Regions from separate parts of the Mus musculus genome. Here all the other regions are linked to region 6. The links are chromatin contacts, called in public ChIA-PET, HiChIP or PLAC-seq and promoter capture Hi-C maps. All regions are on one chromosome and are shown on one strand. The core of a region is the stretch at or near the end of the contact, and the rest is flanking DNA. Distances in the headings are between cores, read along the strand shown.

Evidence for each region. Promoter capture Hi-C pulls out the DNA fragments that hold promoters and counts their contacts. ChIA-PET counts read pairs in DNA pulled down with a chosen protein or histone mark. HiChIP or PLAC-seq counts read pairs in DNA pulled down with a chosen protein or histone mark.
Region 1: an RNA polymerase II ChIA-PET map of memory CD8 T cells shows a contact between it and region 6, with 17 read pairs. The contact joins the promoter of Ap2s1 here to the promoter of Nop53 in region 6. A contact is called at or near these places in 4 of 39 promoter capture datasets (cranial neural crest, liver and pre-B cells) and 1 of 115 datasets of contacts at active chromatin or transcription factors (memory CD8 T cells).
Region 2: a contact with region 6 is called in an RNA polymerase II ChIA-PET map of memory CD8 T cells, with 28 read pairs. The contact joins the promoter of Fkrp here to the promoter of Nop53 in region 6. A contact is called at or near these places in 7 of 39 promoter capture datasets (cranial neural crest, frontonasal cranial neural crest, hematopoietic stem and progenitor cells and 3 more), 4 of 115 datasets of contacts at active chromatin or transcription factors (bone marrow-derived macrophages, embryonic forebrain, embryonic limb bud and 1 more) and 1 of 9 other capture datasets (macrophages).
Region 3: an RNA polymerase II ChIA-PET map of memory CD8 T cells shows a contact between it and region 6, with 37 read pairs. The contact joins the promoter of Prkd2 here to the promoter of Nop53 in region 6. A contact is called at or near these places in 2 of 39 promoter capture datasets (hippocampal neurons and liver), 1 of 484 Hi-C or Micro-C datasets (embryonic stem cells), 4 of 115 datasets of contacts at active chromatin or transcription factors (astrocytes, effector CD8 T cells, fetal liver and 1 more) and 3 of 9 other capture datasets (adipose tissue, liver and macrophages).
Region 4: a promoter capture Hi-C map of hematopoietic stem and progenitor cells shows a contact between it and region 6. The contact joins the promoter of Pnmal2 here to the promoter of Nop53 in region 6. A contact is called at or near these places in 8 of 39 promoter capture datasets (cranial neural crest, frontonasal cranial neural crest, hematopoietic stem and progenitor cells and 4 more) and 3 of 115 datasets of contacts at active chromatin or transcription factors (astrocytes, embryonic midbrain and stem cell-derived neural progenitor cells).
Region 5: an H3K4me3 HiChIP or PLAC-seq map of bone marrow-derived macrophages shows a contact between it and region 6, with 3 times the contacts expected there. The contact joins the promoter of Ptgir here to the promoter of Nop53 in region 6. A contact is called at or near these places in 2 of 39 promoter capture datasets (cranial neural crest and hippocampal neurons), 1 of 484 Hi-C or Micro-C datasets (the HL-1 cell line), 4 of 115 datasets of contacts at active chromatin or transcription factors (bone marrow-derived macrophages, fetal liver and memory CD8 T cells) and 1 of 9 other capture datasets (adipose tissue).
Region 7: an RNA polymerase II ChIA-PET map of memory CD8 T cells shows a contact between it and region 6, with 53 read pairs. The contact joins the promoter of Dact3 here to the promoter of Nop53 in region 6. A contact is called at or near these places in 6 of 39 promoter capture datasets (cranial neural crest, frontonasal cranial neural crest, hematopoietic stem and progenitor cells and 2 more) and 3 of 115 datasets of contacts at active chromatin or transcription factors (bone marrow-derived macrophages, effector CD8 T cells and memory CD8 T cells).

Annotation. Positions count from the first base shown.
Region 1 is chr7:16,736,711-16,740,712 of GRCm38.p6, reverse strand. Ap2s1 (adaptor-related protein complex 2, sigma 1 subunit) reads right to left here and starts at 2,269. Exons shown (of 5, transcript NM_198613.2): 1 at 2,175-2,269. The coding sequence starts at 2,177.
Region 2 is chr7:16,815,415-16,818,877 of GRCm38.p6, reverse strand. Fkrp (fukutin related protein) reads left to right here and starts at 2,146. Exons shown (of 3, transcript NM_173430.2): 1 at 2,146-2,178. Strn4 (striatin, calmodulin binding protein 4) reads right to left here and starts at 2,989. Exons shown (of 18, transcript NM_133789.3): 1 at 2,244-2,989. The coding sequence starts at 2,525.
Region 3 is chr7:16,840,747-16,844,737 of GRCm38.p6, reverse strand. It overlaps Prkd2 (protein kinase D2), which reads right to left and starts at 1,836. Exons shown (of 19, transcript NM_001252458.1): 1 at 1,705-1,836; 2 at 875-1,256. The coding sequence starts at 1,114. It overlaps Strn4 (striatin, calmodulin binding protein 4), which reads right to left. Exons shown (of 18, transcript NM_133789.3): 18 at 3,807-3,991.
Region 4 is chr7:16,942,775-16,946,392 of GRCm38.p6, reverse strand. Pnmal2 (PNMA-like 2) reads right to left here and starts at 1,711. Exons shown (of 1, transcript NM_001099636.2): 1 at 1-1,711. The coding sequence starts at 1,300.
Region 5 is chr7:16,904,228-16,907,987 of GRCm38.p6, reverse strand. Ptgir (prostaglandin I receptor (IP)) reads right to left here and starts at 1,498. Exons shown (of 2, transcript NM_008967.3): 1 at 352-1,498. The coding sequence starts at 1,203.
Region 6 is chr7:15,944,407-15,948,271 of GRCm38.p6, reverse strand. It overlaps Nop53 (NOP53 ribosome biogenesis factor), which reads left to right and starts at 2,164. Exons shown (of 13, transcript NM_133831.3): 1 at 2,164-2,442; 2 at 2,918-2,982. The coding sequence starts at 2,219. Gm24576 (a long non-coding RNA gene) reads right to left here and starts at 2,179. Exons shown (of 2, transcript XR_391165.4): 1 at 1,972-2,179; 2 at 482-1,811. It also overlaps a transcript of Ehd2 not described here.
Region 7 is chr7:16,873,810-16,877,723 of GRCm38.p6, reverse strand. It overlaps Dact3 (dishevelled-binding antagonist of beta-catenin 3), which reads right to left and starts at 2,407. Exons shown (of 4, transcript NM_001081655.1): 1 at 2,051-2,407. The coding sequence starts at 2,299. 9330104G04Rik (RIKEN cDNA 9330104G04 gene) reads left to right here and starts at 2,838. Exons shown (of 2, transcript NR_152128.1): 1 at 2,838-3,512.

The sequences.
Region 1 (4,002 bases), core at 1,020-3,519, 790 kb before region 6:
TTCATTAGACCAGTGAACAGGGTAACACCTATAAGAGGCGCAGCATGCGGCTACTATATACTACACATCCTAAGCCCCAACCTCTAAGTAGCATTATAAAGTGTGTCCTGTCATTTCACTTTCAGAAACTCGTACCCCAGCCACCCAGTGATGCACATCTGTGATTGTAGCTACTAGGAAGGCTAAGATGGGGGGGGGGGGGTGTTAGAGGTTCAAAGGCAGCCTGGGATATCTACAAGATCCTGTCTCAAGGAGAACAAAACAAACAAAACAAAACAAAACTGCTGGTGAGCTGGTTCAGTGGGTACAGGTTGACAAGCCCAAAGACCTGAGTTTGATCCCTGAGATCCACATGGTGGAAGGAGAGGAATGACTGGGCAAGTCACTTCTGACCTCTACATACGTAACGTAAAATGAGAATAAAAAAACAGGAAAGACAGAGATGTAGTTCAGTGGCAGGAGATGTACTAGACTTACAACCATGTACAAGGCCCTGGGTTTCATCCTCAATACAAACAAACAAACAAACAAAAAGGGAGAGAGAGAGAAGAAAGAAGAGAGAGAGCCAACTCGAGAGCGCACAGAACGGGAGGAAGAGAAAGGAGGGAAGGAGAGAGAAAGAAACCACAAGGCTGAAAATTTAGCTGAAGGTAAAATACCCAAGCAGCATGCCCAAGACCCCAGGTTCAATCCTCTACCGGGGTTCAATCCTAGGTACTGAGGGGGGAAACGGAAAGGGGAAAATCAGGGCTCAAGGGTTCCCTGCTGGGAAGCCTAGTTTGAAGCCCTGTCTGTCCAGTCATATATGCTCTTGCCCATTTTACAGATGACAAAGCTAAGACCCATAGTTATCACAACCAGAAAGCAGAGCTAGTTCCTCCAAGTCTTTACCCTGAGCCCTGGATTCTTTACTGGCTTCCATGGTCTTTCCCGAGCCTCATTCTTCCCTCAACCTATCTGCCTTATTCAACCTAAGCAGAAAACCACAAACAGGATGTTACATGCCCCTTCCAAGAACTACTTCTGCTGAGCCAGGGAAACCCAGGAAGGGAAGGGGGTGGGCACAGGAGCAGAAGGGAAGAACAGCTGGAAGCAAGGCTGAGTTAAGCCCTCTGTGTCCTACCCCACTTCAACCAATACTTCTTTCTGTTTCCCTCAATGAGAATCGTTTCACTCCTGGGAACACATCTGAGCAGCCCCTAGTCCCTACATCCATCCCTCTGCTGTACCCTCAGGGAGCCTCCCGACCACCTCCCCACATTGTTCGTTGTAACCTCCATCCCCCTGACCCCAGCACCTTTGGCCCCGACTCCGGGAAGCTTCACCTGTCCTTCATTACAAGCACCCCTTCTCCCTGTCCAAGGCTGGCCTCCCTTTTTACAAAGGTCGCATCGAACCTCCAAGACCTCTACTCACCTCCTGTTCTGACATCCCCCTCCCAAGTCTTCTTCTCCAAGTCCCTATCCAAAGAACTCTTAGTTCCAAAAGGCCCGTCTTGGAGGTGGAGGTTCCCCTAAATCCAGTGCTCAGCCCTTCTCCCAAAGCTCCCCCTCCTCAAATGTGACGCCTCCAAGTCTACTCTGCACCCCGGACCTCTCCTCTGTGGAACATTCTGTTCAGTTGCTCCCCATTTTCTTCTAGAATCCACTTTCTACTGCTACAGCCCTCTCTCCTCTTGCAGCAGCCTAACTCTAATCCTACAGGGGCTAACTTCCGGCCTCCAGGGTCCTCTTCTTCCCCTGGAGAGCATCTACCCTGGCCATATCCAATTTGCCCCAACACTAGCTCTCCTTAAAACCAGCTCCTTCCTTCTCATAAGGAACCCTCTCTACCCTGTCTGTAGAGTCTCTGGTTCTTTTCCATCATCCCTTCCTCATCTCCAATATCTTCTCCCGCCTCTGTGGTTTCAAAATCACCCCCAAATGTCTCCCACCAAGGCAGTCCCTCCCCTGGACACTCCTTCCCCTCCAAATCCTTTGCTTGGAACCACAAGCACACCCCGCAGCGCAGCATCCAGCCCCTGATCCCCATTCCTGACCCCAATCCCGAGAACCCGCGCCCGGCCCGGATCATCCGCAGCAGGAGGAAGCTTGTCACCTCCAAACCGAAACCCCGGGGACCGTACGTGAACCACCCCCCTCTGCCTGTCCCCGGTACGACGCTCCCCCCGTTACCATGGCGACCCCTGTCTGGACCCCAGAGGCCCGGGTCCCGCTGTAACAGGGCGGCTCCGGCTCTGCTTGCAGTTGTGGGGCCCAGGGCTAGAACTGACTTCCGGCAGGAGAACCCGCCTTCCTTCTCGGGCACGGCCCTCTGGGAGTTGTAGTTTAAACGCACGCGTTGGCAAGGGTGGCCCCGGTCTAACGCCTTCCCAGCATGCTCTGCGACTGCCCTTTTTCCTATCAAGAGACCTAGTCGCCAAATGCGAGTACCAAATGCATTGTGGATGAAGGACTCTGAATAAGGACAATTTCCATAGGTTAAAAGTAGACTGAGTGAGCGTTGCATTTCGGGAAATGTGGTTCTAGTGCTCCTCGATCCCAAAGCTACCAGCAAGGACATGCTGGGAATAGTAGTTTTTTCTTTTCAACTTTGCTTTAAATTATAACATATAATGTGCTTTGATAATATTTCCCCATTATTATTAGCTTACTTCTTTCTCCTCCACCAAAACCCTTTCTTCCCCAAAGTGTTCCTTTTTTCATGTATGTTTTTCTTGCGGAGCGTGTGACCCACGGCATTGATCTGGGGTTGCGGATGTGAGCGTTACTTACTTGGGCATGGGCATCTTTTAACAGAATACACTACTGGGAATATGACCCTCGCACCCTCGGCGACTGGTTTTTAATTTTTTGCTTATTTTATGTATTTGAGTTCTCACCTGCATGTAGGTAAGTCTATAGTATGCCTGCAGTGTCCACAGAGGTGGAAGACAGCATAAGAACCTAGGAACTGGAGTTTGGGAGCCGAATCTGCTAGAGTAGCAAAAGCTCTTAAACACTGAGTCTTCTCTCCAGCATCTCAATCCGTGCCCACCTGTGGTGAAATGCTGATGGGCCTGGTCTCCTACAGGCCTTGAGCAGTAACTCCCAGCTGCTGTAAGGTTTGGCATCATCTCTGTCACGTTCAGAAGGCATGTTTCACTCTTCCCTCCAGTGATTTTTTTTTTCCTTTAAACTCGGGTTTTAAAAAAATATTTATTATATGTAAGTACACTGTAGCTGTACTCAGATACTCCAGAAGAGAGCATCAGATTTCGTTACCAATGGTTGTGAGTCACCATGTGGTTGCTGGGATTTGAACTCAGGACCTTTGGAAGAGCAGTTGGTGCTCTTAACCGCTGAGCCATCTCACCAGCCCCTAAGCTCAGGGTTTTATGTATCCCGGACTGGCCTAGGACTAGCCTTGTAGGGGAGGATCAGTTGGAGTCCTGATCCTGCAGCTTCTGCCACCAAAGGGGCTACAGTATAGGCATATGCCACCACACCAGTCTTAGGAAAAGTAGGTTATTTTATTTTATTTTACTTTTGAGACATGGTTTCTTATGTAGTCCTGGCTGTCTTGGAACTCACTCTGTAAACCAGGCTGGACTTGAACTCAGAGATCTGCTTACCTGGACTTAAGGTATGCACCACTGATGCCCAGCAGAAATAGTGTTAAACAAGTCATTACGCTGTGGACCTAAAAATGTAACTAACTGCCTTTCTATGCTTACGCAGTGCTCTATTTAGTTGAGCTTAGGGATGTAGGTTTTCTCATAAATATAACTACATATGTACATAAAATAAAATAAAGATAGGAATTGGGCTAGACACAGTGTCTGTAAATCCATGGAAGTGTACTGGTATGGATTAAGGCTATCCTGTACTATATAGGGACTCTCTGGCTAGCCTCGACTACAGAGTCAGACTTTGTCTCAAAATTCTAAAACCTGAACGAGGCAAATAGGTCAGTGGATAAAGACAACTGCTGCCAAGCCTGACGATGACCTGTGTTCAATCA
Region 2 (3,463 bases), core at 897-3,396, 870 kb before region 6:
ACTGGATTACAGTGTGTGCCACCAGACCTGGTTTTCTCATATGGACTCTAGGGGATCAAACTCAAGTCCTCATCCTTCGCAGCACGTACTTTACCAACTGAGCTGCTCTTGAGGCCTCAGAGCCATTTTGGGCAGGGGGAAAGATGGAAATAATCCTGAAAATCCATTGACAAGGGTCAAAATAAATAAGCTATGGTGTGAATACCCAAGAGAATACTACCCAAGCTATCAAAAATAAGTATTCTCTGCTAATGGGGAAAGGGAACTAAATGTATGACTTATGAAGTGTCGAATGTGGTATATTCTAACACATTCAGGACATGTACATACACACACACACACATCCTGATGTCTGACTTAGAATGCAACAAAAGTAGCAAAAGCATGAAGTTGGTGATGCTGGAGCCTTACAGAGCATGCTCTGTGACTCCACAGAAGGTCACTAAGTGAGTGGGAAGACCTCTTCTTAGGAGGCAGCACATACTGTACACTCTGAGTGGAGTCTGGGATACACAGCATGGCTGACACAGTGAAAGCTGTCAACTGTACCCCTGTCAAGCTCTGCTGTGATGGCCTGGGTGACCTGGTGAGGTCTCTAAGCTTCCTTAGAGACTTTTCTCACCTGTGCTCAGTGTCAGACAGGGAAAAGACACAGTCAGCACTGCCACCACTGCTGGGATCCGTAGCATCTCCCTCCCCTGCTTATTAAAAAAGAGAGGAAGGGATACCATTTCCCCTCTCAGAATGCCACAAGAATTAAATGATAGCATGTATAATACTTAATACAGTGTCAGGCACATAATATGCCCTGAATAAATAGCAGCTGCTGTCGTTATTGCTGAGTGAGGTAATGACATTGGCCCTGCCTACATAATGGGGTATTGAGAAGATCTGATGAGATGTATGCTGGGAAAGAGCCTGAGTTAGAGTTGGGCACAGCACGAGGAGCACTTACATAAGGACTTCTCTCTCAGGGATGGGAGCTACATACACAAAATTCAAATGCTCTTGGCATTCATCCCATGGACAAAAACTGAATCAGTCACTTATTTGGGGCTCCATTTCAATCTGACAGGAAAGAGCACATTGGAAACAGAAAGATGGGTTGCCAGAAACCAAGCGCTGACTGTTTTTGTTAATAACATCCCAGCCTAGGAACCATTTGACTCCTGGGGGCCCATCCCTGAAGGCCTTGAAGTGCTCACCTTTCTGATTCCCCACAAGCAGTACCTAGCTCAAGGTCACAGAGCCCAGCCCAACTTCTACTCCACGAGCCATCACCTGGCACATTCTTCTCCACAAACCATCAAGTCCCTTTAGAGGCCCTTACACAATCACTTCCCTCACGGAGTCCCTCCTCGTGCTGTCTTTTCCCCCTACTCATCACCCAAAGGCACCTCCATCCCTCTTCACCGTGTGCAGCATCTCAGACGCTCCTGTCTTCCCACTGAATATACCCAACAAACGCCCTAACAGTTCAGGGGTTTCTACCTAACATCCTCAAATCTTTCATAACGGAACTCTAATTCCTTAAAGCACCCAAAATGTCGCTTCCCACTCTCAAGCTCTCCTGGGGGAGCCCAAAACATGTCCTCTACCCTCTCCGTGGTTCCACCCAAACGATCCCAATGTGTCCCTACATTGTAGCCACACGTGCCCAAAGTGTCCTTCTTGGACAGGAGGCCACACACTTCATCCTGGGACCCCTTCCTATCAAGCTTCCTCCCACCTTTCAATTGCTCCGGGCCAGCCACTCCCCCAAGGTACCCCATGCCAGCTTCCAGTCTTCCTCTCTTCACTCCCTGCACCCAGTGGATGTTAAGAGTGTGTCACCCCACTAGACATCTAGTCCATTCCACCCTGACAGCCAGCATCTGGTTAGGATCCGGAGGCGAGGCGTGGCATATTTATTCGCGCAGACCCCATCCACTTTCTCAGCACTCTGTCCCCCGGGAACCCCGAGTCGCATCGCCCAGACAGGCTCTCTGGGCTTGGGCTCGTCACTCCCACTCGCGGCTCCCGGCAGACTCGGCCCTGCTCAGATCCTCTGACCGGTCCCGGCCCGCGTCCGCCCCGAGGCCCCGAGGACCCCGCCGCCGGCCCGTCGCCGGCCCTGCCCGCCCCCTCCCGGCCGTCCCGGCGGCCATTGCTCCAAGATGGCGGCGGCGGCGGCGGCGGGTGAGGCGAGGCCGGGCCGGGCAGGACTGGGGCGGGGAGCGCGGGAGGGCAGCGGTGGCGCTCACCTGCAGCTCGGCGCGCTCGGCCTCCCAGCGGGCCTTCTCGGCTTCGAAGCGTGCCCACTCGTGTTGGATAAAGTGCAGGATCCCCGGCAGGCTGAGGGGCTCCGGGCCCGCCGTAGGGCCCGGGCTGCCTCCGCCGCCACCTCCTTTTCCTACCGGGCCGGGCCCAGGAGCAGGGCTGGAGGCCGGGGCCGCCGCCGTCGGGTTGGGAGCCGTGCCCGAGCCCAGAGGGCGGCAGGAGGAGGCGGCCGATGCGACCGCGGCGGCCGCTCGCTCCTCCATCATGGAGGCCCCGGGGCCGGCCCGCGCGCCCGCTGTACCTCGCGCGCCTGCGCGGACGCGCAGCTTCACACTTCTACACCCCCGCCTCGTGTGCGCGCGCGCGCGCGCTGGGCGGGCGAGGGGAGCGGGGACAAGCACGGGGCTGGGCGCGAGCCTCGCCCACCCACCCGGGTCGACCCCGGTGGTGCGCGCGGGCGGGGGTGCTGACAGGGAGGGGGAGGGACTGCCTCTACGTAGGCAAAGGACCCAGGGTCCCTCGCAATTGTCTCCTTTGCGGTCGAGAGACCAGACCGGACTTTTTTTTCTGCATTCTCCCCAATGTCAGAGTCCTATCCCCTCCAAATGCAAATACACCCCCATCTCTTTCACTTAGTGAAGAAAAAAAAAACAAAAAACAAAAAAGACGACCTGGGGTGGGGAGTGGGCTCTGACCAGAGGAAGTCGGTTGTCATAATAACCCTATCCAATCTGGAGGCCCCTTCCCAGTTTGCATATGTGGAGTCCCAAACCTCTACTATCATTGCACTAGGAGGAGGTTGCTAAGGTAACCCAAGTCCCTGGTGGTTCTTCTGACCCTATCCTCATCAGTTACTATAGCAACCTCCCCTCACCTAGAGCTCAGGTAGAAAAAAGGCCCAGCCCCAAAGACATTCCTCTAAGAGGAATGCCTCTGTCCCACTCCTCCCCCAGCCAACCCAGTTGCCATTACCATGGTAACCATCTCCCCTTCCCTTATGGAAAGTCCATGGATAAACCAACCAGGTGTTTTTATTTAGAAGACAAGTGCTGCTGTGGGACAGTTGCTATGGTTACAGGGCCTGGACCATTTCCAGGGAGATGAGAAACAGTTAAATCCATGCCCTGGTTACTATAACAGGGCAATCTCCCACAGTCTGATGATCCTAGCAATCAGGTCCTGTAAGATAGGGGATGTTTAGGAT
Region 3 (3,991 bases), core at 587-3,086, 900 kb before region 6:
GGATGTTTGGGAATCCCAATGTGCTCCCATTATAAGATTATACATTCTGAGTTCCACCTGTAACTGTCATATTATTCAACCACTCAGGACTCAGAACTTCTCGTATATTCACCACCAGGCACTTGAACTACTGAAAAAGCATGCTCCTCTCTACCTCCTAGGGTTGGGGGATAGACCCGGGGGGGGGGGGTTGCTTGCTAGGCAAGTGCTCTACCAGCTGGGTTGTAAATTTTCCTAGGATTTGGGCATCTAGTCCCACTTGGTTCCTTCTGACCATGATACTCAAGGCGAGGAACCTGGATAGCCAAATCTAAGAGCAGCAGGAGGGGCATTGATTAGGCGGGGAGAGGGGTCTGCAGGGATTTTGGGGGGTGCCAAGGAGATACACAGGAGTGCCTTGCTCCTTCACACCCCATCTCAGGCCTGGGAAAGGATAGGGATTGTACCCCGAGACCTTGCTTGCCCCTGGCAGCTTGTCCACACACCCACTCACACATGTCACCCGATCACCATGGCCAGTATGGCTTCAATTTCTACTGTTTCCAAAGACCGGAGGCCCAGGATGGGCCCATCAGAAGAGCTCTTCCTGATCAGCTGCTCCCACTTGCCCCTTCCTCCCAACTCCACACCTGGTAGGCCCCTCCCTTCCTCCCTGCTCGCTGCAGAAAACAACAAGCAGCGACAGGCAATTTGGGGAGGCCTCTGGGCACCCCACCCCTATCCGGGCCTCTCTGAAACCGGTGGTGGAGTGAGGACACGACTAGGGTGTAGTGCCCCTCCTCGTCTGTCACCTAGGCCCCTCTCTGGCCTCCCAACAATCTCAGGCCACCTCCAAAGCCTCCTCCTTTATCATGAGAGCCCCCTATGCCCTCACCTTCTGGTCCACGATAGAACAGGCTAGTTGCTTCACATGAGCCAACTCTGAGGCAGCCGGCAACAGCACGAACTCTCGGGTCAATCCGATCTGGATATGGAAGGAGACCCCCGAACCCGGAGCCGGGATCTGAGGCAGCAGAGGTGGCGGCGACTGGAGATCCAAGCCACCGGGGGGCGGAGGAGACCCGGGCCCCGGAGAGCCGGGGAGTCCTGCGGGATGGGAGGGGGCGGCGGCCATGGGGGCCAGATCCAGATCTGCCGCCCAAAGCTCACCAAGGACCCTGGGACCTAGATCCGAGAGCTCTCTTGCGGTGGTGGTAAGAACGCAGGCATTTGAGAGAGAAATCTGTCAGGTTGAGAGACGCGAGGATGGCGGGATCCTGGGCAATGAGAGAAAAGGCATCTAGTGGGTCACACGCCGGGAGTCAAGAGAGCAGAGTTCAGAAAGAAAAACAGTGGTTTGGGGAAGGGTACCCAGAGATTGGAAGGTTGGAAGAAACCAGGAAAGAAAGTCGGGTAGGGCAGGGTCCCTGGAATCAAAAGACACTGCGATCCAAGGCCCCTGGAGAAAGAAGGCTGAGAGCAAAGCAGAGGGAATGCCAGGATCCGGTGGGTTTGACGGCAGGACCAAAGTCAGGGCAGGCCTGAAGATGCTCTGCCTTGGGGGTAGAAAACGGGAGTCTGACCAGGGATCTAGTGGATCGTAGGAACCCGACTGGCTCGGGGATGAGGAGGGGTTGCCAGGGCCAGGGCTGAAAGAAGAGACTCTCACAGGTCGTGAAAGTCGGAGGAAAGTTGGATCAGGGGCGGCGGAGGAGGGAGCGTTACCGAAGGCGGGGCGGGTCGGGGACAAGGGAGGGTCGCACAGCGCGGGTAGCTCTATTTTTCCCCCTTCAAAGTTTAAGTCGGCAGCGGCGGCCCAGAAGGAAGTCTCAGGAGCGATGGCACAGCTGGCCAATCAAAGCAGGGCACCGTGACATCACAGGGCGGGCCTTACTGGGACGGAAGGGGAAGGCGGGACCCCGCACCAGGGAGTTGGGGGGAATTTGGTGGCTGGGGGTAGGAGGGCGGAAGGGTCAGCGTTTCCTCTGCACAGTCCAGCCTGGAAAGTTGACTTTTCGCCGCAGTTCACCGCGGCACGCGAGAGGGGCAGGCGCTTTGTCATTGAAGGAGTGAGCTGTCAGACTGGCACGCATCCGGCGCCCACCGCAGGGAAAGGGTCGGAAATCGTTGTCAAGTCCGGTGGCTTTACAGTTTCTGCTACTCAACCTGCCCCCAACACACACACACACACACACACACACACACACACACACACACACACACACACACACACACACACAAAAGCGCGCGTCCCCAGCTCAAAAGCCCAGTATATAAGGTGGGAAGTCGAGGAGGCCTTAGGATGCACAAGAGAGCTTAATTTCAGGTTTCTCTCCAGAGAGTTGAGGGTACAAAGCCTGTCCCTCCAACCAAGGTGGCATGACAAAGGACACCACCACTTGATAGACCTCCTGTGAGACCAAGTGCCGACATCTTTCTGGCTGTGTGACTTCTCCACTGTGAGCCTTAGTTTTTCTGTCATGAGGCCGAAATACAGGTGGTGCCTGGACACTGCTAAAGTTGAGTTGATGTGGCTGCCTTTGATTTTGCAGAGGAAAGGGAAGGCACTGAAAACATCCAGGGGTGTCTGGGTGGGTGTGTTAACGGAATCATCCAACATGTGGCTGGTGAGATGGCCAGGTGGGGAAAGGCATTTGAAGCCAAGCTCACTGGCCTGAGTTCAATCCTGTACACTCACATAGTCAAAGGAGAACCAGCTGAGCTACTGTGGGTTGTCCTGACCTCCACCCTTCTCTGAAATAAACAGTAGTGCAATAACAGGAAATCTAAAAAGCTAACATCAACTGAGAGCCTGTGAGTCTGTGTAGTCAACTCTAACTCCATCAAGAGCCGTTCTGACTTTTACTCCAGTAGTCAGGCAGTGGCTACCAATTAGTTTTCACATCCAGGTAGCTGGAGCTTTAAGAGAGCAGCAACTTGTCCACAAGGGCCCCCCCTTACTGGTTCAGCGCTGCTGGGGGCAGCTGAGGTGGGTACAGTGCTGGCTGTCACCACATCCGGGGGCAGAGGCTGGGGAAGGAAGTCTGAGGCTGGAGTGAAAACCCAAACTACCACCTGGGGAAGTTGCAAAGAGGGACAGGGGGAGGCAAGGCCACGTGGAGCTCACAGCCTGGCTAATGAGTGTCCCCTAAAAACCACATGCCTACATGTACCTTCTAGACAGGCATGTCCCCAGCATGTTTGACTGCCTGCTTCTGGGACTCACGGCCCCCTTTACCCCGTGACCCTGGGGCAGGTCTAGAAGGCGGGGGTTGTGGAACATGCTGTGCCTGCTGTTTGGAATGTCAGAGTGGCTCATACCCTGCTCTGTATGATGGGACTCCAGTCCTTCCCCACTGTGGCAATGAAGGCCTAACTCCCACCAGCCGACATTAAACGTGGGTAAGGGGAGGGAACTCTGTACTGCTCTGCACATCCTGCCCTCTGCCTGGGTCTGGTGGGCCTACCTTCCTGCTGTCTGCCAGTCCAAGAGTGGGCATGGGGCAGGAAAGGGGCTTTTGTTCTCAGCCCCTGAGCAGGCAAGGGGTCTTCAACTAAATGTTCACTGCTCCATCCCAGCATCTGCTCCCTAGCTCACTGCGCGGGGGAGCACAAGTTGAGGGACAGGAAGGGGAGGATCATGGAGATGTGGCCATGTGCTTCCATTTCCACCCCCCCCACACATGTCACCTCGTTCCCCATCCCAGTCGACCACAGACCCCCAATCTACCATATATCCCTCTCTCCAGACTCCACTCAACCAAGGCAGAGGGAGTGGCCTTCCCCTACTGTCCACCATCCCCTTGACAGATGGCCTGGAAAACCTATCTTACTCCAAAGGGTTTATTGAGACAATTTTTTTCACATACAAGTTGGGGCAAAAAGGAAGGGGCTTATGAACAGGAACCTGAAAGGGGAACCGAGGGCATAAGGTGGGACCCAAATAAAGAGTGAAATAAATAGAGGCCAAAGTGTGGAGCAAGGAGGAGACTGACAGACTATCACACAGTGA
Region 4 (3,618 bases), core at 462-2,961, 1.0 Mb before region 6:
TACATTCCAGAAGATTCCCATCTTCCTCTGCCTTCCTCAGGACCATGGCGTCCACCTGACGACCTGCCTCCTCTACCTTCACCCTGGGCCCAGAGGTGTCCTTAGCCATGACGGACAGGACTTGAGGAAGGACATCTTTTTTGTCTTTTTTGTCGCCCCAGCCGAGGGTCTCAATCACAGAAGCTATTTTTAGCATTTCCTCTCTGGCAGAGGGGTCAGCGGGGTCTGTATAAGCCACAATAGCCACAAACTCGGGGCTATCCATCACTTCCTTTCCGTGCTCTCCATTTTCCAGAGACTCGCTGTCGGAATCATCTTCATCGTCATCTTCATCTTCGTCATCATCTTCATCATCTTCATCTTCGTCATCTTCATCATCATCATCCACCTCTGTCTCTACCTCCACTGCGGGGGTATCTCTCACAGCCAGTAGCGCGACTAAATCAGGAACCCCGCTCTTTTCGTCTTTGATGTTTAAGCAGATAGACTCTGTCCCAGGAAGGTCTTTCTCTATCTCTTCCTTCTTAGCTTTGTCGGTGACAGTGACAAGTGCCAAGAATTCTCGGGGGCCATCTCCTTCTTCCTGGTCACCCCGAAAGGCCCACTTCTTGGTGAGCTCTTTGGCAGCTGCTTGGAGCGTGGCATACAGGGCCCTCTGGTCTTCATCTACGCTCAGGTCCTCTGCGTAGATCTCCTCTATGACGATACCCAGGCTGTCATCAGAAGAGTCTTCCGACTCACTCCTGGCTCGCCGCCCTCCCCGGCTCCTCTTCTGGCCCTTCTGAGCCGTCAACTTGTGGCTTCTGGATCGGCGCTTGCCTCCCCGACGGCCCCGACGGCCGCTCCTAGCTGCCCCTTCAGAGGAGCCAGCCTTCTTGGCCTCCTTCCCTAATCCCTTGGCCTGGGCTTGGGCCTCCAATACCAGAGGGATGGCTATTTCTCTGAAGTCATCCATGGGCCTTTCATCCAGCAACAGGCGCCTCATCTGCCTAAGGACCCGCGCATCTTGCCCGCGGTCCTTACTCAGGATTTTCCAAATCCCATTCTCTCCCCTAATGTGGATAGGTATGGCAGAGTGATCGAAGTCTGCCCCAAATTCTACAAGGGCTGCCTGAGACTTCTCTTTGGTTACAGCTCTCACAGTCCGAAGCCTGTAGTTGCCCAGGGGCTGCAAGTTCGGACTCAGGGTAGCTTCGATGTCCGCCTGCTGCAGGCGCTCAGGGATGCCCGTGATCAGGAGGGCCCTGTGCACCTCCACTTCCAGCTCCTTACACCAATCTTGCAGAAGGTTCATCGTCATGGCGCTGCCCGGCGGAGGCTAATCTTAGGCGGGAGGGAGCCCGAGAAAGGGGTGGGCTACTGAACACAGGCTAGGTCAATCCCACTCTGGAAAGGCCACCAGCAGGGTGAGAGTCCAGACTCCGGGTTTGGGGCTGTAGGCTATAGCTACCTGCTAGCTTGCCGGACTCAACGGTCTTCCCCCGGGGCAATCCGAGGGTCCGCAGGGGGCTTACGTGTACTTTCTCCGGGCTGTCCCGGGTTGCTCCTCCCTTCCCTTTGTCCCTGACAACCTAGGTGACTGGACACCGCTGGTGGAGTACAGGAGGGCGACGATCAACGCACCTGGTGGGCGTGGGGGTGAGTGAGAGCAGCGGCTCGCCTGTGCTCCCGCGGAGTCTGGAGTGAAGCGCGTACCCGGGTCTAGACGCTCAGCGGGGCCGCTGCGGAACGGCAGCCTCGGTCTGCGCCTGCGCGGACCCAATCACCTCTCCGCCCCCTCCTGCTAGTCCCCGTCTCCATAGTAACACTGCAGGCTGCAGCTGGGGTCTGCCCGGGTACGGTCGCAGCAGCTGCTCTTAAAGGGCCAGGTGGGAAGGAGGGTTTAGGGACTAGTGAGCCAAGAAGGAAGACAAAGTCACTGTGAAAACCACTGAAGGTGATCAGTCTCACTTCAAGGGATAGACAGACACCTCCTTGGAAAGAATAGAGGCTTCCACCAGGGTCATTTATTCTGGCTTTGTTTTTTGAAGCAAGGCCAGGCTAGCCTTGAACTTGCCATGTAGCCAAGGATGACCTTGAACTTCTGATTCTCCTGCTTCCGCCCTCCTGCGATTACAGGCCTCAGTGGTGTCTAGCCTGCGCTGTTTTATTAATACGTCTCTGGGGCTCGGGGCCAGGGTTTTCTGCATGCTGCGTAAGCACTCTACCAACCGAACTACATCCTCATTCCTGCGGGACAGATAGACCTCTGATTAATAAAGCCCCAAATCAAACTGTCCTTTGGAGGTGTAACCTCACACGGGCTCTATGTTTTACCGTATCCTCAATAGCAAGCAGAAACGCCCCGGTCAGCTGTCCTTTATGAGCCAAGGGGTATCATTTCGGGTGTGTGGTACTCAGTATGTGGGTACCAGACTCATGGAGACCAGCTTCACTCATGGATGTCCCTATATTCTGCTTCTGAAACGGGATCTCACTTTGTAGGCCAGTTTAGCCTAGAACTGTGTAGCTCAGGTTAGCCACAAACTCATAGAGATCTGTCAGCCTCTGCCTCTGCCCTCTGCCCTCTGCCTTCTGCCTTTGCTTGCTGAATGCTGGATTGACGTTGTATGCTAGCACACCTGGATCCTTTTGGGGTTTGGTTTTTGAAACAGGATATCACTATGTAGCCCAGGCTAGCCTCAAAGTCCTGGTAATCCTCCTGCCTCAGAATGCTGGGATCATAGGTGTGAGCCACTGTACCCAGATATTCCAAATTTTTTATTTTGAAATTTTTGTTTTATTTATGATTTGTGTGTGTGTGTGTGTGTGCATATGTACGATGCATGTGCGGTGGGGCATGCCTGTGCACAGCATATGTATGGAGGTCAGAGGACAACTTTTAGGTCAGCTCTCACCTACCACCATACCCATGGTCCATTGCTTTAAAGGCCCTTGAGCTGCCTGTCCCTCCCTCTATGAGTTGAATAGACTATCTGTTGGATTTATATTCTATCCTTATTGCTTTCTCAGCAGCAACTTCGAGAATCTTCTAGAACTTTCCCTGATCTGTTTGCTTCTCTGTGAAATGGTGACAGCCATTGTTCCTTTTCCTAAGGGTCTCCTGGAGACCCCAGCCCATGAGAGTGAGGGGAGAGAAGCTGGCTTAGTTGCCTCTCCTTGAACAACGGCTGTGTGTGCTGTTTATCAGGCCTGAGGTTACATAAGCATTTGTTAAATAATAAACACGAACAGAACAAAACCACCTTGGGTTCCCCCCATCCTCTGGCTTTGTTATTTGCTTTGTCAGTAAAGAAAAAAAAAAAAAAAAGGTTGATGGCACAGTTCCCATGGCAACCGGGCACTGTGCAAACTGCTTACCTGTTCTCCATTTCCCCTGCTCATGTCCCTCAGACAGAAACGCCATGCTAGCCTCAAATGCAAAATGCCTGTGTGATGTGGCATTTTACAGCAACCATCATTAATTAATACAAAGCCAAAGTGAATTTTCTGAATATCTTATCTAACCCCAAAGCTTACATTATCTCCAGATCGACTTGGGTTCCAAAAAAAATTTTTTTTGTTTCTTTCACTGTGTGTGTGTGTGTGTGTGTGTGTGTGTGTGTGTGTGTGTGTATG
Region 5 (3,760 bases), core at 249-2,748, 960 kb before region 6:
AGGTCAATTTGAAATTCATCTGAAGAGGCATTTGGAATGCCATTAAGCGTTGTGTCGGCAGAAAGCAAGTGCCCGTGAGTTGTGGATCCTGTTATCACAACGGTGTGTTGGATAGGGGAGCCGGCTGAGAGGTGTTGACAGGACAGCTAAGGGCTAGAGATTGTCTAGTGGAGGAAAAGAAAGCAGAGAGACTTCTTGGAGTACTCAGGAGTACATGGAACACAAAGTCACCATCTGACCCTTTCTGAGCCTCGGTTTTCACATCTGTCAAATAGACACGACAAGTGGAGAGCACAGATGGATGCTGCCCTCCACTCCTCCCCCTGCACCCCAGCTCCGAGGGACACTCACCATGAGAGGCAGGGAGCACACGGCCATGATGACGGTCATGAGGGCCAGCAGAATCAGGTGGTAAACTTCATCCTCTCGTGCCCGAGAGGTCGGTACAAACGAGCCATGGTGGCGTCTCTGTTGGCGGTACATGTGATAGAGGCTGAGAGTGACGGAGCCGTTGCAGAAGAAGATGGAGGTCACCAACAGGGCCATGAGACTGGCGTAGGCCAGGGAGAAGGCACAGCCGCCAGGCTGGGCGGAACGCATGCGGATGAAGCACCAGCTCCCTGGGCAATACTGCTGATGCTCGCCCAGGCCCAGCAGGGGCAGTGAGCAGAAGAGGCAGCAGAAAGCGTAGATGGAAGGCAAGGCAAAGCGGGCGCAGCGCGGCCCGTCCAGCTGGGCGTACAGGTAGGGGTGACTGAGTGCCAGGCACCGCTCCACAGCCATGGCAAAGAGGATGAGCGTGGAGGCCAGGCCGAAGAACGTCATGGCGAAGGCGAAAGTGTCACACAGCATCGTCCCACCGTGGGCCAGGCCCAGCAGAGAGCTGTTTCGAGCATAGGCCACAAACACTGCAGGGCTCAAGAAGCACGTGCCCAGCAGATCCGTCACCGCCAGCCCAGTGACCAACACCGCAAAGGCCGATGGGTGTGACCTCCGTCGGGCACCCAGGATGCCCAATGCCAGCCCGTTGCCCACTACACCAGCCACGAACATCAGCGTGCTGGTGGCAGGTCCTACCGAGTCTTGAACGTAGGTGATATTCCAGCAGGAGCCTGCCATGCCCTGCCACTCTCTGCCACCTGCACTGAGAGGGCTCCCAGGAGTGACAGAAGGGGGTCCAGGATGTCCATCGCTGGCCATCATCTTCATAGGATCTGGGATCTGCCAGTCAATTCCCAGTTGCCCGTGTGTTTCTGTCTTTTGTTTCTGTCTTCTCCTGTGTCTGTCCCTCTCCTGTTTCTTTCCTTCTCTGTCAGGTCCTTGTCCCTTTGTGCCTCAGTGTTCCCTGTCCCCTACCCCCTGTTCTTTCCTCTACACTTCTCTGTCACCTCCTTGACATTTCTGCTTTCTAGACCCTCCAGCACCTCTGCCTTCTGAAGTCCCTCAGTCTCTCCTGTCTGTGTGCGAGTCTGTGTAGATCTCTGTCAGCTTCTCCCTCCTAGGGCCCGCCCTCCCCCTCCCTCCTCATCTTGCCTCCTCGCCCCAGCTTTTTTCATTTCCTCTCTGCCCCGCCCTCCTCCCCCTGTGCTGGTCTCCAGAGGCCCCCTCGGGCTCCCTGCCTGCTTTCCCTGGCTTGTACCCCATCTCCTGCTCTGAGTATCCGTCTCTTGCCTCTGCCTCTCCTCCTGCCTCTTCCTCATACAGTCCACAGCACAGTCACCTGCTGCCACCTCCACCCCCACTCAACCTTTTCTGTTTTTCATACGTGCCCCCTCCCCAGCATCTCATCTCTATGTCTGTCTGTCTGTCTCTACCTCTGTGTCTGTCTGCCCCACCCCTCTCCAAATGCATTCATATCTAAGTCCCTCTTCGTGTTACCTAGTATCAGAACCTCACCACCACCACCACCACCACCACCAACCCAAGGAAGCCAGACAGGTCCTAGTGCTGAGTGGTTCTCCAGCTTAGCCATGGCCTGAACTGTGTGTGAACAGCCTCTGAGAGCTATTCTGGGCTTCAGGCCCTGGGGTTAGGCCCTGGCCCTGGGATTGAGAAATGACCAGGAAATTCCCCCATGATGTAGTGTTTTCCAGACACCATGGAGAGTCCTGGTCCCTGGACACAATTCACTCCTTCCAGGAGTTGAAGAAGGAGGCCGCCTGACCAGACCTCATCCATGGGCTCCTAGCTCAGGACGCACAGTCCATGCATGGTCTGCAGTTCACAGGGCTTTGGTGACCCACCATTAAAGGTTGACCTTTACTTCGCACCATAGCACTTCCAGGCCCCAGTCACCGCTCACGACACTGACTTCCGATACTAACACTTTGGCGATGGATAGCCATCTCAGGCTCCAGCTCTGCTCCCACACACAAGGCTCCACCCATCCTCCCTCAGCAACACCCTCCCCCGACCATGCCGCCTCCCTCAGATCAGTGTCAGCCCAGCTGTCAGTACAGAGGTGATGGGACCTTCACTGACTCCACAGTTCCTGCTGGAGGGTCAGAGGGGACCTTAGAGACCCCAGTCACCTTGTGTGGCTTCCTTTCCTTTCTTTTCTTTTCCTTTCTTTTCTTTTCTTTTCTTTTTTTAAAAAATCTGTTCTTGCTGCTGCTGCTGCTGCTCTGCTGTTTTTTTAAACAGATTTCACGTGGCCAAGGCTGGCCTCAAACTTTCTATGTAACCAAAAAATGACCTTAACCTTAAAAAAGCAAAAAGATTGTGTGTGTGTGTGTGTGTGTGTGTGTGTGTGTGTGTGTGCTTGTGCGTGTGTGTATGGGTGCACCCATTTCATGGTGTAGAGGACAACTTGCAGGAGTCTCAGTTCTCTCTCTCTTCCCCCACCCCGAGTCTGTCTGTCTGTCTGTCTGTCTCTCTCTGTCTCTGTCTCTCCACCCTGTGGGTTCCTGGGATAAACTCAAGTGTCTGCTTGGCATCAAGGCCTGCAAGCTTTGTTTTCTTTTTTCTTTTTTTTTTTTTCCTCCTCTTTTCTTTTTTTGAGACAGGGGTTCTCTGTGTAGCCCTGGCTGTCCTGGAACTCACTCTGTAGACCAGGCTGGTCTCGAACTCAGAAATCCACCTGCCTCTGCCTCCCAAGTGCTGGGATTAAAGGCATGTGCTACCACTGCCTGGCAACACCCTTGTTTTTCAGGGAAACTGTTTTAGTAAAAAGGTTACACATCCATTTGACTTTCATTTCTGTAGCAATGTGACCCATCACCTTCTGATGCATTATGGCCCTGGGCAAGGGGTGGCTCACCCTAGTCTCCTCCTCCATGATATGGGTCCCAGGCATGTGACTGAGTGTATCCAGCATCCCACCTGCCGAGGAGCAGGGAAAAGGCCAGTACAGAGATGTTCCAAGGGCAGGGGAGTTCCTGATGCAGGGCTGGACTGCAGGCAGCTGCTGCCTTTCCCTCTCTGTGTCCACCCGCCCCCCCCCCCCCCCGTGGTGACCACATCTTCCTATCACCCATGCCCAGCTGCCACCCAGCTGGCGTTCCTGGTTTCCGACAGGATGGATCCCCAGTACCAGCTGCCCTGGGGATCCCCAAAGGACCATCCAGGCCTGCCCTGGGAAGTGAGGAACCTCGTGGGGTGAGGGGTCTGGGGTGGGAGACTGTGAGGGGCAGGCCTGCAGGCCATGTGGTCCCTGTCACGGGCTCTGATTCCCAGGCAGAGCAGAGGGACTCAGGAAGTCATATCATATTAATGAAGGATGATGCCTGGCAGGCTTGGCGTCCTGTCTCAGTATCAGGGG
Region 6 (3,865 bases), core at 915-3,414:
GGATCTGTGAACTGGAGGGCAGCCTGGTCTACAGAGTGAGTTCCAGGACAGCTAGGGCTACACCGAGAAACCCTGTATCGAAAGATAAAGGTGTGGTGTGGCTAGGGCTGTAGTTAACAGTACTTGCCCTGCTTACACGGGGCTCAGTTTCCCACCTTTTGCATGACCTGAAAACAAAACCCTTTGTAGATCTCTTTGGATGACTACCACTTTCCAGGGGCCTGGGGATGGGGGATGGGTGTGGAGGCAGTGATAGTTGGCTGGCACTTGGATGCTAGGCACCAATATTCTAGATTTGGACCTTTAAAACTGAGTTCATGCATGCACAGGTCTGTGGATCACAGATGTGATGGGGTCTGGAGATTGAAACAGGGTCCTCTGGAAGAGCAGCCAGTGCTTTTAACATCTCTTCAGGCCACATACTCAGCTTTTAATGATAAGTTTAACCGCTGAATAATCTCTCCAGGCCAATTACTCAGCCTTTTTTTTGTTAAGTTTTGGGAACTTAAATTCAGGTCTTTATTGTTTGCCCAGAAAGCTCTCTTACCCACTGAGCCATTCCCCAACCCTTGTTTTTCATTTTGAGACAGTCTCTCTACCCTAAACTCATTCTGCTGTCCAGGGTGGCCTATGAACTTGCCATCCTCCTGCCTCAGTGCCTCTTGAGTAGGTAGGTAAGGTTAAAAATGAACAGCACTACCCAGCTATTTTTTTTTCTTTTAGAGTGTGTGTGTGTGTGTGTGTGTGTGTGTTTTATACAGGCAATTCCATTGGCCTGCTTTCAGGGACCCAGCCAGTGCTTACATCATGACCTACGGCAGCCAGATGTACCAGTAGATGTAAGGACCCACCTGCCACCCCAGCTCTCTCTCTCTGATCTCCACCACCAATGTTCCCTCTCCTTCTCTGTCCCCTCTCTCTGCCCTCATGATTCTGCCCCCCATCTGTCTGCCTGTCTATCTGTCCACTTGTCTGCCTCTGTCCCTTCACCAAGTCCCACAGTACTCTTGCGTTCCCCCCAATAAACCTTTACACTAGGTCTGTTTTATGGTGTAACTTCTCAGGGGTACACCTTGGCCAGGCCCTCCAAAAATACTCCCTTGCCACATTATATTTCATAACGGCGTGTAAGCATATATGCCACCACAGCATACCTTGTGAAGGTCAAGAACAAACAGCTTGCAGGTATTGGCTTTTTCCAACATATGGGTTATGAGGATTAATCTGAGGCTTGGCAGCAACAGCCTTTCTCTACTGAGGTATCTTGGCAGCCCCACACCCAGCATCTTCTTTAATAAAAAGAGTTAAAGAAAATTTGACTGGACTCCGTCCCTTGGCAGTTACTATTTGGGAAGGAGGGGTGTCCTTCAATGGCATACACACTGGTCAGTTGCCTCTGATCTAGTAACTAACTCTTCACTCATTGCTGGTACAAAAAATCCTAGTAAATCCAGTACGTCACAAAACTACAAAGACACAAGGGAGGAGGGCATTTGGGGGAAAGAAGGGTAGTTCAGTAGGAGTGAGAAGGCAAAGGGAAGCAAAAATGGCAAGGCACGTATGAAACTGGTCTACAGAGTGAGTTCCAGGACAGCCAGGGTTATACAGAGAAACCCTCTCCCGAAAAACCAAACCAAGAAAGCAAGCAAGCAAGCAAGCAAACAAAAAACTTGTATAACTAACAAAATGGTTTGAGTAAAATTTTATGATACCGGGTAAGGTAAATTACTCAGAGTGAGAACCAAGAATCCACATAGCCTACTCCCTACCAACCCGAAATTGCAGGTCGAATCTCTGAATTCGAGGTCAGCCTGGTCTACAGAGTGAGTTAACAGACAGCTAGGCTACACAAAGAAACCCTGCCTTTTGTTGTTGTTGTTTTGTTTTTTCAAGACAGGGTTTCTCTGTGTAGCCCTGGCTGTCCTGGAACTCAGTCTGTAGACCAGGCTGGCCTCGAACTCAGAAATCCACCTGCCTCTGCCTCCCGAGTGCTGGGATTAAAGGCGTGCGTCACCACGCCCGGCTCGAACATTTTTAAAATAAGAAGAGACTGAACGTGATGATTTATCCTTTTGCCAAGACGTAAAACTCTCTATGTAAAAACTACGCTTTATCAAGATGGTCGCAAACAGGAAGTGCGTCATATTACGTCACTCGAGACGCGCACGTTCCAAACCGGATATCGGAGTTAGAGCGACTAAGCTCTTCCTTTAAGAAGATGGCTGCGGGTGGTAACAGGGACGGTGAGAAGCGCGGCTCGAGAAGCCAGGCGGACTCTGGCTTCCTGGGGCTGCGGCCGACCTCGGTGGATCCCGCTCTGAGGCGGCGGCGGCGGGGCCCCAGAAACAAGAAGCGCGGCTGGAGGAGGCTCGCCGAGGAGCCGCTGGGGTTAGAGGTCGACCAGTTCCTGGAAGACGTCCGGCTACAGGAGCGCACGACCGGGTACGTGGGGCGGGACTTCCGGTGGCGTGGCCGTGCGCTTTGCGACCTGGTGCTAGACGGACCGGGCATCCCGGCTCGGTGTGGGAGACCTATCAATAGTATCTTTAACAAATAAGCGTGCGAAAATCCCAACAAAGTTTAAGTTTTCCCCTAGTTTTTTTTAAAATTTGAAACAGGGCCTCACTATGTAGGACGACCTGGCACTCGGTATGTAGACAAGCCTGGCTCCGAACTCAAGTTTCCTCTGCCGCCGGAGTGCTGGCATTAAAACCTTTTGCTACAGAGTTTGAATTTCAAGTGAAAGAGAATAAAGTACGTTCACCCCATCGTGGTACATTTTAAATTCTGTGTGAAAGCTCCAGGTGTAGCCCATGGTTTGAGGAAGAGTTGGGATGGGCCCAAAAAGTTAGACCCCTAAGGGTCTGTTATCTTTCCAGCATTACTTTGGCAAATAGTCTGCATTTTTATCCTTCAGTGGCTTGTTGGCAGAGGCCCCAAACGAAAAGCTCTTCTTCGTGGACACAGGATTCAAGAGAAAAGGTGAGGAGTGCTCTTATGAAGTTGTGTGCTGGTGGTTCTCTGAGTCTTGCACCCGTGAGATCTGCATTGATGACATAATTTAAAGCAAAGCACACACACACACTCTCTCTCTCTTTCTCTCTCTCTCATTTTGGAAACAGTCTTGATCACAAGTTTGGAGGGGAGGGGGGATCGAGACAGGGTTTCTCTGTGTATCCCTGGCTGTCCTGGAACTCACTCTGTAGACCAGGCTGGCCTTGAACTCAGAAATCCACCTGTCCCTGCCTCCCCGAGTCAGTGCTGGGTGTGGTTCATCACCACAGTCTTACCATGTATACCATATTGGCCTCAAACTTAGATCTGCTTGCCTCTGCCTCCTGAGTGCTGGAAATAAAGGTATGCTTTACCACTGGAGACTAGAAGGGGCAGTCTTTAGTATAAAGAATTACTTTGAATGGCTTTGAAACAAGCTTGAGATGATTAAGAAAGGTGACCTGTTGTTCATTTTTGTTTGGTTTTATTGAGCTGTATCATTCAGCTTTTTTTTTTTTTGTCCCCCTTCCCCAAAGAATATGATAGCAAGCATGATAACCCACAACGTTAATTTCTCTGAGTTGCAGGCCAGCCTGGTCTACATAGTGAGCTCCAGGACAGCCAGGCCTACACAATGAGACCTTGTCTCAAAACAGAGAGAACAAGAGGATCTCTTTTAGCCAGGAGGAAGGAAACATGTCTTGGCAAGATGGCTTTACTCCAGCAGAACTTGGGCTGGGACCTGCTGGGACATGAAAATAAGGGCAAGTTAGGGATTGCTTTGCTGAGTGGGGTTTTCACCAAGGAGGCAGAAAAACACTTAAAATGGGAAGCCTGGTTCAGCAGGTACTGAAAACAAGCCAGTGCCTGG
Region 7 (3,914 bases), core at 1,158-3,657, 930 kb before region 6:
TCCAAAGATCCAGTGTTCAAGTCCCAGCAACCACATGGTGGCTCACAACCATCCGTAACAAGATCTGATGCCCTCTTCTGGTGTGTCTGAAGACAGCTACAGTGTACTTACATATAATAAATAAATAAATCTTAAAAAAAAAAAAAGTCCTTCTGCAAGTCTAACCCAAGTCCTTCTTGCTGGAAGGGATATTTTTCCTTCCTAGGAGCAACAGGACCCCTCTATACACAATATCCACTCCCCTCTCTCTGCAATACTTCCACTCTGAATGTGACATGCCCACATCATGTCTCACAGAGTCACCAAGTCTAACTTCGGGGTTTTCTGTTTTGTTTCATAGGGGGTGTTTCTGAGTGATGGATGGAGATGTAGGTTGTCTTATAAGACAGGGGGTTTCTGGAATCAGGAGTGACCCCACTTCCTCTTCTGAAAGACCCAGGAGCCCTCAACACCTGAGGTGTTTATATTTAGCGCTTTTCTACTCCTCCATCAGGCAGGCTCCTGTCCCAGCCTTCCACCTCCTCCTCTTTGAGGCCTGGCTGAGAGCCTCTACTGCCTACATTGGGGAAGGGGTGGAGTGTGAGGTACAGGTCTGCTCTCCCATCACCACTTCATGCTAACCAGGAGGACTCAGCACTGAGAAGAGGGGCAGAGAGTGAGGAGGGAGAGAGGCCAGACCACTACTGGTCTGCAGTGGTGCCTTCTCCCACCCTCTTAGTGGACTGGATGGAGGGGTCTGGCAAAGCGCAGGCAGCGGAGGGCAGGGGTAGCGGCTGAACACCTCCCCTCCTCGGTAACTTTTGGAGGGGGCGGGGCCTCCCACAGCTGTTTCTGCTTGGAGAAGAATGTGTAAGGTCTCACTCCCTGCACCGTCAGGCCGGTTGGGGGTGGGGCTGGGCGTCTGGCCTCAGCCCCTTTCCCCATTTCCCATCTGGGGAGGGGGCAGCCGAGGTCAGCAACAGCCAGATCCCCGTCTCCACCCCCACAGCCTCGGCTCAGGTTTCCCTAAACGGGAAGCTCTGACCACACACATGTACACACATAGAGGCTTAGGTACCGGGATGGGATGGGCCAGGGGAGTGGGCTGGGGGAAGGGAAGAGAGATGGAGACAGACATTAGGCAGAAAAACATTGAGGCCTAGAGACAGACCACGACCCCATTTCTAATCTCCTCTGTTTTTGGAAGCTTTACAGGTCTTGGAAGACCATAGAGACAGAGACTGTGTTAAGGAAATGAAACAGAGATGCTGGGGTATGGAAAGGTTGGAGCAACAACCGGAAAGGGTCTCCAGACTCAAGGAGTGATGTAGGGAGGGAGAAAGAGCTGGAGCCTTTTCAATTTGAAAGTCATCATTAGAGTTCCTCGGCGAATCATACTCTCTCTCCCCTCACTCCCTAGCTATCTTCACCTGGCCTCCCCGTGTTACTGAGCCATGGGACCAAGTAGAAGAAAGAAGTGTCATTGGGTTGATCAAAATGCCCCCGGGGGTCCTCAGGGACTGTTCGGGGGTTTCTCAGCAGCCGGTCTCTCTCTCCAGAGGCCTGAAGATTCCCCTTCCCCCACCCCGCCCCCTCCAGGGATCTCCAAGCACCCCGAGACTTAAGGAAAGATGAAGATGGATTCCGGGTAGCGGGGCCCAGAGGGAGGTTATGTTTGAATGCCGGCTGTGTGACCTTGGGTGAGTCTCTTCCTGTCTCTAAGCCTCAGTTTTTTTCTCTGTAAAATGGGGACTTTCAAACCCTCATGAAATAGGAAATCTGTAAGAAGACGAATGTTTGGTTTAACACACACTAGGCATCCAGGACGGTTAACAGGGTCCATGCTGAGTCCAACGGAGGCCGTGCATCCTCCCTATCAGCTCTATTTGGGGGTAGGAAAAGCCAGGTCTCCAGTCTTATCTCTTTCCCCCTGCCTGCTCCCCTACCCTAGGACCGGTGTGCTGAGCATACACTACCAAGACAGACAGACGGACACAGGAGCAGGGAGGTGGGGGAACGAATGGGGGAGGGAGGAATGCATGGATGGACGCACGGACAGGCGACCCCTCACCAGCTGCTCCTCCAGGGCTGCTGCGGCCCTGCGCGCCGCTGCCGCATCCTCGTCCTCCTCGGCGTCCTCCTCGTCCTCAGCCTCGGCGCCCCCCATCCCGGGCTGGGCCAGCCGCAGCGCCTGCTGCACGCGGTACTCCTGCCTCTCTCGGAGCCAATGCAACTCGCAGAGCCCGGCCAGGCTGCCTTCCAACCATCCCCGCAGCCGACCCCGCTCCGGGCTCACCGGGAACGAGAAGGCCCGGATCATGGCTGCGGCCCCCCGCCCCAGCCCGGCCGGGCCCCACGGCCGCCCCTCTCGCCGGTCCCACCTCCCCGCCCCAGCAGCCCGCCCGCCCGCTGGCCGGGCTGTCACCGTCTCATCTGCATAGGCGCCCGCCCATTGGGCCGCCCACCCGCGCCTCATCTACATGACCACGCCCCTGAAGGCACGACAACGACCTACTATTGGTTGTTGCCTTCCGTGACGCAGGGCTCCGCCCCGCCCCATTTTTCCTTAACAACGCATGCCCAGGACTACCTACGGGGGTATCAGACTCGCCACGCCCCTTTGTGCGGCGATCCTGGGGCTGTGGCCACGCCTTCTTTATAATCACAATGAAGCAAGCCCGCCCTTGCTCCAATTTCATTGGTGCCAGTCGCTTGGTTCTGGAGCTGGTTCCGCCCCCTTGCGGGCGAGCGCTGGCTGCCATTGGGCTCTCCAGGTCCAGGGAAGGGTGGTCTATAAATAGAGACTGGATCCACGTGACAGCTCCGCAGCTGCTCTTGCCGCCCCTCCCAAACTTTCAGCTTCTGAGTCTGCGCAGAAGGATCATCAGTGATGATTGAATCCGGATCACGCCTCCTCTTCCAGGCAGCTTTCCCAGACCCTCAGAAGTAAAGCGGATTGAACATCTTACGGTTTGATTATGCTTTTAAGCAGGACCTGTTCAAACCGGCTCTGTAATTCCATCATAGGGGAGGCTGAACCAGGAGGAGAATTGAGAGTTCAAGGCCAGCCTAAACTACATAGTGAATTTCAAGCTAGTTTGGATTACACAGCGAGTTTCTGTCTCATCAAAACAGCACATTTACGGAATTACAAGACCCTGGGTGAAATATTCTATGCTTTGACCAGAAGAGAATCTGAGGTCTTTTTTGTCTTCCAGGTGCGGTGGAGCTGAGTTCCACCAGTCTGAGCTCGCAGGGGCCTTTGTTCACGGTTCTAAGAGGCTTTGTTCTCAGTCTTCTGAGATGCTCTGTTCTCAACGTTCTGAAGTTCTAAATCTGAGCCTGCCTGCTTTCGAAGGCTGCATTCTGCCTCTTCTCACTGGGCAAGCCGGGCTAGCGCCCCCTCACGCGGCCAGCATGTGTCACTACACCCGGTGTGTCGGCAACGTTTGTGAAATAGCCCATTTCTCAGACGGACCTTTGACTCCTTAAAAGCTCAGATCTGGAAGGGAGGATGGGGCCGTAGAATCGCGGTGAGTTCGAGGCCAATCTGGGCTAACTATGACAGCCTGTCATTGAAAGAAAAATATAGTGTGAAACTGTCTTTTATAATGTTTTATGATCATCTGGCAATAACCAACTTTGATGTGGTGAGTCTATGCCACTTTAAGGCAGAGTAACACTAGGAAACGTATTTGGTCTCTCTGTGCTCTTCATCTACATCTAAAAAAAAGTTATTCTGAACGTTTAACAGCATAATTATGTTTTGTTTTGCTTTTTGAGGGTTTCACTAAGTAACCCTGGCTGAACTGTAACTATGTAGACCAGACTGGCTTGTTACTTTCAGACCACCTCTGGGTTGTATCTGACTCCCCCTACTCCAGTGCTCGTATTAAAGGAGTGGGTCACCACGTATAACCCTGTTATTTTTTATT